Linked DNA regions of Mus musculus: regions 1 and 3 are each linked to region 2. Evidence: chromatin contacts called from public HiCAR-type and promoter capture Hi-C data. All regions are on one chromosome and are shown on one strand. The core of a region is the stretch at or near the end of the contact, and the rest is flanking DNA. Distances in the headings are between cores, read along the strand shown.

Region 1 (3,369 bases), core at 633-3,132, 2.1 Mb after region 2:
TAGCATGGCAGTAAGTGCCTTTACTGAACCTTCTTGCCAACCCCAGAACTCTAATCTTAGTAACTGAAGAGGATTTATAGAGAAACCTTGTTTAATGTCTCCTAAACTATAAGAAACAAAATTTATATTACCAAGCTATACCCATGTTTTAAAAAAAAAAACTTTTAAGAACTTTAAATGTGGTTTTTGATGTTTTGTTTGTTTTTCCCCCTTGGGGGTGGGGGGTTGATTGGCTAATTTTTTTCTAGACAGGTTGTTTTTGTGTTTTTTTTTTTTTTTTTTTTTTTTTTTGTAGCCCTGGCTGATGTGGAACTGCTGTGTAGACCAGGCTGGCCTGGAGCCGGGAGATCCACCTGCCTCTGCCTCCCAAGTGCTGGCATTAAGTGCTTGACTAAGAACTCTGTATTCTTATACTTGGGTTTTCCAAATTTAATGTTAAGTTAAAGATGTTAGCAAAGTAAAAATGAATTAACAAAAGTTCAATTGAATTAGGCAGTAAAGTATCTAGAAGATAAAATAATTTGGGCAGGAAACATAACTAAAGACACAATGTAAAGGCTTTTAAATGTTATTTCTCTATAGGTGACATTAGTCACTGCATTTTAAAAGGCCAGCTATATATTTGATTTCAAGCGTCACTGATTGAATATAGAAAAATGTATGTTATCTAGAAAAATATTCAAATGGTGAGATTTTAGCTAATAATCTAAATTTAAAAGCATGTGGGCTATTTGGTGTAAAGAGAAGTAAGTGGTGCTAGAGATGTGAGTCAGATGAGGATTTAACTTTTTCATCCATTAAAGAAAGTACAGGAGCTGGAGAGATGGCTCAGCGGCTGAAAAGAGCACTGGCTGCTCCTCCAGAGAACACAGATTAGATTCTCAACACCAACAGGGCGGCCCCCAAAAGCCTGAAACTCCAGTTCCAGGCGATCAGAAGCCCTCTTCTGAGCTCCGCGGACACCACGCACACACGTGATGCACAGATATAAGTGCAGGTAAATAAACACAAGGTAATAAAAATGAGTTTCAAAAGAACACTCTTTTAAAAAGAACTGCAAGCTTTGGGTTAGAGCTTTAAGGGGCAGAAATACTATATTGGATCCAGCTTTTAGTAGCTGTCTTGAAGACACCTCCTTATCCACCAGATGGCACTATTTCCACGTCTTTGCATGCTTCTGAGTGCAGCAGAGGGTAGTGCAGCTAGCAACTGTTGGGATAAAGTTCTAACAGCCAGCTAGCAATGCACTGCCTGCCTGACACACCCACACTTCATCCTCTGTGGAGCCGGACACTGGGAAGCGCCCGCTAAGCAGGTATAAGTAGCTACATCAGTTGTGAGAATCCATTTCTTAAGTCTTCAGATTCTGTAAAGGTTTTTAATTTGTATTAATTCTCCCATAATTCCTGCAAATGCCTTCTATAGCAAGAATTAATTTGCTCGAGATCAGAATGAAGACAGAAGGGCAAGCCCAGAAAACTCACCTTGGGGGAACCTTGATTTCGCTGCTGCTTCATGCCGTTGGCGAGCACCCGCATGATGTTCTCCTTTGGAAATAGATTAACATAAGAAGGGAGAAAACTCTAGGAAAATCGTCACGGAGAGTGGGGAATTGTTTTGAATCCTGGGTTTGCTGATTCACTCATTCTTTCTAAAGCAACCAGGTATCTCCAGAACTTAAATTTCACACCGTTCAAAATTTAAACTAGGCTGTAGAATTTCATGGCATCTTTTGGTCCTTACTGGGTATTACAAACCGTACCTTCTGCAAGAAGCCCCATGGGAGGGTTGGGTCAAGAAAGAAAAGGATGGTACGCACCCACAACATCTCTTCTTCCGTCCGGATCTTCCTCCGGGCGGTGCGTTGCAGTTTCCACTCCATCTCCGAGTGAGTGCGCTGTTCCTGGACGCCTTGCCTCTCCCCCTCAGGGGCTAAGCAGGACCACGACTTCCCAAACCGCTAGCCTCGTCCCCCTAAACCCATCAAACCTGCCCTCCTACCCCCGAGACCCTCGCTCCTCCCACAGCTCCTGGAGCGTATTCCCCAGGGTAACCTTTAAAAAGCCCGCGGGGCGGCAATCAAAGCGGGAACCTCCTTCCGTCGGTCCCGCCACAGGCCAGCGCCTCGATGACGTCAAGTCTGGGGTGTCGGGGTGCTCGCTCGGGTCCCGCCCTCCTACCCGCGCCCCCGCACTGGGCCTCCCGAGCGGCGCGCGCCGCAGCGCCAAGCTTTGCCGCGAGCAGTGGCGGGCCTGAGCCTCCTGCCCGAGCCCGCAGGAGGTGCGGAGTCGGCGGGTAGAGAAGCGGGGTTTTTGGAGTTCACTGTTGTTTTCAAAAGCAAAAACGTTTCGTCCTAACTGACTCTAATCCTTTTTTTCCGTTCCCCTCTCCTTTTCTTCAACCCCACCCTGATTATCAAATTTGGACGCGTGCAGTAATTCTCACCCTTCTGTTTACTGCTTAGTGATAATCGCTTGTGAAAATTCCTGAACGTAAACATGTCTCTCAATGAGCATGTTAACTCCTCTGTCTTCAAACTCAAACTCAAAAAAGGGGGGGGGGGTGTCTAGGCTGCCGAGAAATGCGTTGACATTTCCAATTAATAAATTATCCGCACTGTCCACTTGGGGAATTGGGGAACTGGCCAAGTTCTCTTGCTGGATCTTGGGAGCTACTTCATAAGCAGGAAGTTTGTGAGAGAGGGAAAGAGCCAAGGAAAGCCAGTGAGACAGCTGACCAGGCCTAGGACTGGATCGATCATGAAATTGCTCGAGGGTCTGGAGGGACCTGGAGACGACTGACAGACAGGGAGCCAGATGGGCTGCTCAGCCTTGCCTGCCCATCTGAGCTGCCAAGGCAAGCTGGGCCATATGGCAGGAGACTAAACTGTCTGAGCAACCTAGGAGGTCCAGCAGCCAGGTTCTCTGCTCCCAGGTCCCCATCCCAAAGTGACAGCAGATTGCATTTTAACTCTAATAAGTTGTTTTGTGCATGCTGGGGCTAGGAGATTCAAACTGCTCAATAACTTAAGCCCACTCTAGTACGTCTGAAAATTCAAGAAATACCGGCTTCGTAGCAACCCAGCTCCCAGTGTTCCAATGACAACGGTTGAAAATGTGTGCTGGTAACCCCACATGAGATTTGTCAGAATGCTTGTATTAGAATATCTTTCTTACCCCACAAGAATGCTACTTTTCTTGCAGTGTGATCAAATGCTTACTCATTCCAAGCCCCAGGAAATCCCTTCTGCAAGCATTAAGACTCAAAGTGAACCATCTTTGCATGAGTCAGGTATATTGTTTAATGGCCAGTTGGAGAATGTCAACCAAAACAAGCAATGTATTAAAAACATGAGATTATTTTTATCTG
Region 2 (3,689 bases), core at 869-3,368:
GATAAAACACCTGAACCAATGTGATTTACAGAAGAATGGGTTTACTGAGGCTTACAGTTTCAGTGGGTTAGAGTTCTTGCCCATAAAGGCAGGGTTCATGCAGCAGGCAGGCAGGAGTGATGTTGGAGCAGTAGCTGAGAGCTTTCAACTGCCCCAATCACAAGGCAGAGGGAGCTAAGTGGGAAAGGGGCTTTAGAAACCTCAAAGGTCACCACCAGTGACATACAGTGACACACTTCCTACAAAAAGGTCACACCTATTCCAGCAAGGCCACACCTCCTAAAAGTGCCACTTCCCGTGGGCCAAGGATATTCAAACCACCACAGAAAGGGAATTCTTTGCTAATGGACTAATGGTTGTGGTAATTCGGTTAGGTACCCTGTGACCTCAGAGTCCTCCTCACCGTTTTGTTTGTTCTCTCTCTCTCTCTCTCTCTCTCTCTCTCTCTCTCTCTCTCTCTCTCATGTGTGTGTGTGTTGTCTATTTTGAGACATGGTCTCACTCTGGGGCCCAAGCGCCTCTTGAATCTGAAGCCTTCCTTCCTCAGGTTGTCCAGTGGTGGGATAACAGGCATATGCCACCACGCCCGAATAGCTCACCCTATTCTTGACATTCAGACGTCTTCTTCTTCTTCTTCTTCTTCTTCTTCTTCTTCTTCTTCTTCTTCTTCTTCTTCTTCTTCTTCTTCTTCTTCTTCTTCTTCTTCTCCTTCTCCTTCTCCTTCTCCTTCTCCTTCTCCTCCTCCTCCTCCTCCTCCTCCTCCTCCTCCTCCTCCTCCTCCTCCTCCTTCCTCCTCCTCCTCCTCCTCCTTCTTCTTCTTGTTTTTTTGAGACAGGGTTTCTCTATATAGCTCTATAGCTCTGGCTGTCCTTGAACTCACTTTGTAGACCAGGCTGGCCTCGAACTCAGAAATCCGCCTGCCTCTGCCTCCCAAGTGCAGGGATTAAAGGCGTGTGCCACCAGACTTCTTTAACATTTGTCCTTTCCCCTTGTCGCTTCTGTATTTCTCTATTTGGCAGTTTACTTAGTGATACCTGTGTGCTTCTTCAGCCCTCCCCACTCCCAGTCCCTATCTATGCTCCCTGCCTTGTAGTCTAGACAGTGGGTCCTCCTTTGGGTGGCACCCTTCTCCTACTTTGTCCTGCTCTGGACAGGGATGTCCCAGTATTTGCTAACTTGGACTGATTTCTGCAAGGGGCTCTAACCACAAACCCCACTCATCCATTCCTTCCTCTTCTTTGAAATTCTCAAAAGTGCTAAGCCACTTGAAAATGACACATATTTGTTGAAGCTAGAAGGGATCATGAGTGACCAGGCACAGGAAGCCAGGAGGAGAAGGAGGAGAAGGGGGAGGAGGAGGAGGAGGAGGAGGAGGAGGAGGAGGAGGAGGAGGAGGAGGAGAAGGAGAAGGAGAAGGAGAAGGAGAAGGAGAAGGAGAAGGAGAAGGAGAAGGAGAAGGAGAAGGAGAAGGAGAAGGAGAAGGAGAAGGAGAAGGAGAAGGAGAAGGAGAAGGAGAAGGAGAAGGAGAAGGAGAAGGAGAAGGAGAAGGAGAAAACTAAACAAAACCTAAAACAATACCTTGGCTTCTATTAGAGCAAGTTCTCAACGTTCAAACATCCTAATTTAGCTTAGACAAAATAGTCCACATTCCATTTCAAGGGAGACTGCCTTCCTCCCCACCCCCTTTCCCTAACTCTTCCTTCCCCACCCCCAGTCTAGTTTCTCCCTTTTTCCTGGCTGTCTTACTGTGATTTCCCCATCAAAACCCTTTATCTACAACTGCCTTTAATCAGGAGTCTTCTAAAAGAGGCAAGCTCTCTGTAACTTAAAGGAAAGCCCTCCGAGAAGCTTGCCGGTGGCCAGGATGCCTGGAGGCGAGAAGGCTCCAAGGCCAAGTTCCTGAGTCCGCTAGCATAAAAGGGCTAACTTCCTTGCGAGTCTGATCCATTCTGCGCAGCTGGACACAGGAAAGCAGCCTCCCAGCAAGGAGTAAAAGCCCGGGCACTTTGAAAGTACCCTTTCTACCCAGATCCGGGAGAAGTCCTGGGGTGCGAAGGCGGGGCTACTAGACTGGCGACACCCTCCTGAATGTCCAGCCCCGCCTTCCAACCACCTTTGGGATTTGGTTCGTGAAGCAAGATCGCCCTCTCAGTGAAAGGCAGATGTCCCTTTAAGGTTTGCTTTGCTGCTGCCTGTGGACTTTAGCCTAAACACGGTCCCGCGAAGTTGGCTTTATTTGTCCATGTCTCGGACAGAGCCTGGGTGGCTGCCAGTGAGATTTCAGAGACTTGAGCGCAAAGGGGCGGGAGATGTGGCAATCCATCTGGGATCTGAGAAGCGTGGAGCGGGCTTAGCAGCATTCGACCAAAACACAGGAAATTACTCTTCCACCGCTCCAGGGCGCTGCAGCCGCTGGGGCCGCTGCCGGACACCCGCGGAGACCGCACCGAGTGACCCAGAGCGCAAGTCGCCGGCGCCTGGCTTCTGCCTGTTCCTGCCAGCTCCTGCCCACGAACCAGTACGTCGCTGGTTCCAGCAGCCACTCCAGCAATGGTCCCCAGGCGTCCTGCTAGCCTAGAGGTCACTGTAGCCTGCATCTGGCTTCTCACCGGTGAGCGACCCTGCTTTCCTGAGCATCTCTGGTGGGGCTTGGGGCTTTGGTGAGGGGTGACACACATAGCAGAAGGGCAAACCAGAGGGGACCTCAGGTACAGCTGTCAGTTCAAAGGACTGAAGGTAGCGCCCGCGTGAGGGAGGAGGTGCTGAGAACTTTCCAAGTACATCTGGCATTTCTAATTAAAGTTGTTTTTAAGTTGTGCGTTGTGTTTTAGGCATTTGAATTATTGCAAGGGAGAGAGTAACCGGAGGCGTCTGATTAGTGTGCAAAGTTCCTGCCCTAGGGTTGCTCAGAAGTGAACTTGATAGCATTTTCTTCCTTTTTAATACTTAGGACCTTCTCTGCCAAAGAACAAGGAAAGACAGGCATGCCAGACAAATCTACTTCTTGTCCCAATATGACGTTTCTACGTTAGCTCCTAAGAGGCGGAACATTTTGAAATTGAATGTTTAGCACCCAAATGTCGCAGTGCTGTCTTTCAAATACAAATGCGTTTCTTAAGAAGGTGCAGTACCTTCTTAAAAGATACTGCAGTGTTCTATTCAACTGAGAGAAATGTGGGGACATTTCCGATTTCCCTAACAGTAGCTAAGCTCACAGCCTTTATTGTAGTTACCAGTTGGGGAGGGAAACTGAGCTGGTGTCCAAGTGAAAGGATTTAAGCACAGTTTATCACTTCTTTAGTTCTTCAATTAGTAGCTTTCTTTAACAGGACATGATATTCAATTGCCTGATTGTTTTCACTGTTGGCGTGCCTAACTAGTTAATTTCACATTGGACTATTACATAGGGCCAGTTAACCCTGCAGTGGACGGCTAAGCACTGAGAACCCTTACATTCACTTCCAAATGGAGTTTTAATAAGCCCATCCTCTGTCATAGTAAAGTGGTGTGGGCAGTTAACGAGCTACGGGCTTTCATCCCAACATTTCCCACTCTTCAGGAAATGCCCAGGAATCCAAACAGTGGTGACTTCTAAACAGCATTCTAGGCCAAGGAGTGGTTTTAACCTACCGGCTCCTGCATTGACCCTTGATGCAAGCTTGGCTTGTGAGTCCCTTCCAACCCTAACT
Region 3 (3,520 bases), core at 711-3,210, 2.2 Mb after region 2:
AATTCTCAGGGAGAAATGTGTCATATCTGAAACTACAAGTCTAATAATTTGCATTTATAGAGGATTACTTTCTAGGAGTAAGTGCGCCATGCCACTAGCTTATTTTCTCATAAATCCCCCACCACACATACACACACACACACACACACACACACACACACACAATGCTCCAAGCTTTTTTTTTTTTTTTTTTTTAATATGAGTACGCTGTAGCTGTCACTGTAGCTGTCTTCAGATACACCACAGAAGATGGCATCAGGTCTCATTACAGATGGTTGTGAGCCACCATGTGGTTGCTGGGAATTGAACTCAGGACCTCTGGAAGAGCAGTCAGCGCTCTTAACCACTGAGCCATCTCTCCAGCCCCCTCCAAGCTCTTTCTTAACTCAAGATCTTGGGAATGTTATTCCTACCATGCTTTACAGGATTAACTTCTAGACAGCTTCTAATTTCAGCTCAACTATCACTTTTCATGACTCCTCACCATTGGGGGGAAAAAAACCGAAACAAAACACCCTGCTAAACACTCATGGGCATGCTCTCTCTCTCTCTGAAGCTTAACAACTATAAAGCACGACTGTCTGTGTGATTAGTAAATTAGATTCCTAAGCTGCTCTGGAGCGAAGGTTTCCATTTTTTTCGGTCTTATTATCACCAGTCAGATGCTTGGTATTTATGTATCAATAAGCACATATGCTTGCAAGTTTTTTGTTATAGAAAAAAATTACTGCAAGCAAACAGATCAAACAGAACAAAACAACATATAATTTTGATGTTTTTGAAACTAGCTGAAAGAGTGGCCGTAACTAATCACCTTCAAGTTATCAAATCAATCTGCAGGGTAAGCAAAAAAATGCAAGGATTTGACAAGCATAGAATTTTACTGTAAGTCAATCCAGTGTCCAATGTGTAAAGTGTGGTTATTCTTAGGAAACACTGACTTTTCTGGAACATACAAGGATATTTATGTAGATAGATGCTGAAGAAGACATTAAGATCTGACAGAACATGGAGCTGCATCAAGCCAGAAGCACTTCCCTTAACAACTCTCTTAACTAGCGGAGCGGCTGTTCTGACAGCTCAGAGTGGATTCCTGCTGAACAACAGCAGATGCCATGACTCCGTTCTTAGAAGGAGAAAGAAAAAAAAAAAAGAGTGAGTTAGAAAGGCGAAGCCACGCTGTAACAGAGTTACTTTTGTAACTTTAATGGCCAAAGGCCCTTAGACCGATCTACAAGGCCACCCCACCCACTGCTCAGGTGTGGAAGATGTCTAAGTTTGGATCTCATCAGCTCACGTTGTGAGTCTTTGCTGGACAAGAAGCAGGGTCTGAGGGCAGAAGGCTGGGCACTGGGTCAGGGCTTACCTTGCTTCACTCGGGGCTCCCGGGCGCCGGTGGGGACGGCGGGCGCCGGCCTGGCCACCGGCTTCTTGCTCTGGGCTTCCCCAACAGCTCCGGCCTCTGCACTTCTGGCTCTGGAAGCAGACACGGCGGCCCGCATCGCCGCAGCTCCCGGCGCCTTGTGTTTCTTATTTTTGCCGCCCATGTTTCAGCTGCAGGAGAGTAGTCTTCCAGATCCAGATCCCCGCTGCGGCACAGCAGAAGCCCGAGAGCTCTTCACGTTTGCCGGCTCCCACGCCTCCACCCAGCCTCCTCCATCCGGGCTCCGCGGCTGGGGCTCCGGCTCAATTGGCCCGTGTCCTCAGACTCCGCCTCTCGGCTCCCGGGAGCGAGCGGCATGGCTGCTGTCGTGCGCCACTGGTCGCTAAGTTTTTAGTCATTGAACTGCCGGACTCGCAGTGGTTGGAAGAGAAAAGGGGCAGGACCCAGACTAGAAAGGAGAAAAGTCACGCGGGGCTCAAGGCTCGCTCACTTTTGACTCCTCCGGGCCACCGTCGAGTCCCCCCATTCGGCGTCACTGTAGGGTACGGTCGCGGGGCCTCTTGGGTAGGAGGGAGATTCGGTCTCAGAGTTCCGAAAGATGGCGGATGCTTTCGGGGATGAGCTTTTCAGCGTTTTCGAGGATGATTCGACCTCTGCAGCAGGAGCCAAGAAAGACAAAGAGAAAGAGAAATGGAAGGGGCCACCAGGGTCTGCAGACAAGGCCGGGTAAGGAAAACCTCTGAGCTCTTTTTCTTCTCGTTCTTCTTGTTTTTGATGCCGGTAAAGGAAACACGACTCAGACGAGGAGCACAGAAAGTGTTTGAATGGAGTCAAGAGGCTAAGGAGATTGAGGGGAAAAAAAAAAAAAACCGTTGGGGAGAGAGGAAAGGTTGATTTTGCGGGAGGGAGGGCGGTCTCGGTGTTCGTGCCTGTCCGGCCGCAGCGTGGCTTCCTTAGGCCATGCTTTGGCTGTAACCCCAGCTTAGCAGGCCAGGTACGGCTTTGCTTGCGAGGCGGGGCTTGTCACCCACAAAACCTCTCACATAGTCTTTAAGCAGCGAGGCACTAGATGAGCCAAGGGGGAAGACATGTAGGGGGTTCTTAAACCGCGAAGGCAAATCGCTACCGAAGGAAGAGATTTAATCTCCAAGTTGTAGTTTTCCCAAAATAAATTAATAATAATAATAATAATAATAATAATAATAATAATAATAATAAAGTCAGATTCAGGATATCGCTATGTAAGTTGGGCAGCCCTCGAACTCGAGATCCTCTTATTTCAGGTCCTTAGGGTTGGAATTCCCAGAGTGCCCCTATGACACTCGGTCAAACTAGTTTTCTCTTCCGTTAGCGTTTTACACTTGATGATTGATTCGGTCCGTTATTACATGAGTAGTTGCAAAGTACTGGTTTAAAAAAAAAAAAAAGCTATGTCTTTCTGCTTCTTACCTGGAATCCAGTCATAAATTAATTAATTTAAAAAATCATTGCTCTAGGGCTGAGGACATGGCCAGTGTAAAAGACAGCTTTCTGTTTGAGAATGAGGACCTAGTTTCAAATCTCTAGTACCCACATAAAAAGTGTGAGCACTGTAACCCCAGCACAGTGGGGCACAGAGACAAAAATTGTTGGGCCTGGCTGGTTGCTAACTTAGCCTCTTGGTTGTATAAGTGAGAAACGCTGTCTCAAGGGAGTAATGTAGGATGCTGGAAGTCCTCTGGCCTCCACTGTATGCTCAAGTGTAGGCGCCACACAAAGAAGACACAGAATTTCCCTTATTGTCAGTTACCTTCAGTTCTCAAGTTGAGGAATTTCCTTCACCACACTGACCCTTGGACAAGTCTTTGGAGCATTTTCTTAATTGCTGATTTATGTGGGAGGGCAGCCCAGTGCGCTATGGTGTGTACCTTCCTGGGCAGGTGAGCCTGCACTGGGTGATGGAGCTATAGAAACCCGTGAGCAGCATTTCTGTGGTCTCTGCCTCCGAGTTCCCATTTTCGCTTTTCTGAGTGATGGATTGTAAACACATCAGCTGAATTAAGTCCTTTCCTGTCTAAGTTGCTTGTGGTCAGTGTTTTTATTTATTTTTATTTTGTTATTATTATTATTATTATTATTGTTTTTTGTTTTTTGTTT

Evidence for each region. Promoter capture Hi-C pulls out the DNA fragments that hold promoters and counts their contacts. HiCAR-type assays count read pairs that join an accessible place to other places.
Region 1: a contact with region 2 is called in a HiCAR-type map of astrocytes, with 4 times the contacts expected there. The contact joins the promoter of Cdc20b here to the promoter of Itga1 in region 2. A contact is called at or near these places in 1 of 39 promoter capture datasets (pre-B cells) and 1 of 115 datasets of contacts at active chromatin or transcription factors (astrocytes).
Region 3: a promoter capture Hi-C map of pre-B cells shows a contact between it and region 2, with 4 times the contacts expected there. The contact joins the promoter of Mtrex here to the promoter of Itga1 in region 2. A contact is called at or near these places in 3 of 39 promoter capture datasets (hippocampal neurons, liver and pre-B cells).

The regions. Positions count from the first base shown.
Region 1 is chr13:113,033,892-113,037,260 of GRCm38.p6, reverse strand. Cdc20b (cell division cycle 20B) reads right to left here and starts at 1,882. Exons shown (of 12, transcript NM_001281487.1): 1 at 1,820-1,882; 2 at 1,485-1,547. The coding sequence starts at 1,882. It overlaps Mir449c (microRNA 449c), which reads right to left and starts at 1,278; the gene lies at 1,170-1,278.
Region 2 is chr13:115,100,393-115,104,081 of GRCm38.p6, reverse strand. Itga1 (integrin alpha 1) reads left to right here and starts at 2,118. Exons shown (of 29, transcript NM_001033228.3): 1 at 2,118-2,611. The coding sequence starts at 2,551.
Region 3 is chr13:112,925,820-112,929,339 of GRCm38.p6, reverse strand. Mtrex (Mtr4 exosome RNA helicase) reads left to right here and starts at 1,960. Exons shown (of 27, transcript NM_028151.2): 1 at 1,960-2,110. The coding sequence starts at 1,983. It overlaps Dhx29 (DEAH (Asp-Glu-Ala-His) box polypeptide 29), which reads right to left and starts at 1,660. Exons shown (of 27, transcript NM_172594.3): 1 at 1,367-1,660. The coding sequence starts at 1,547.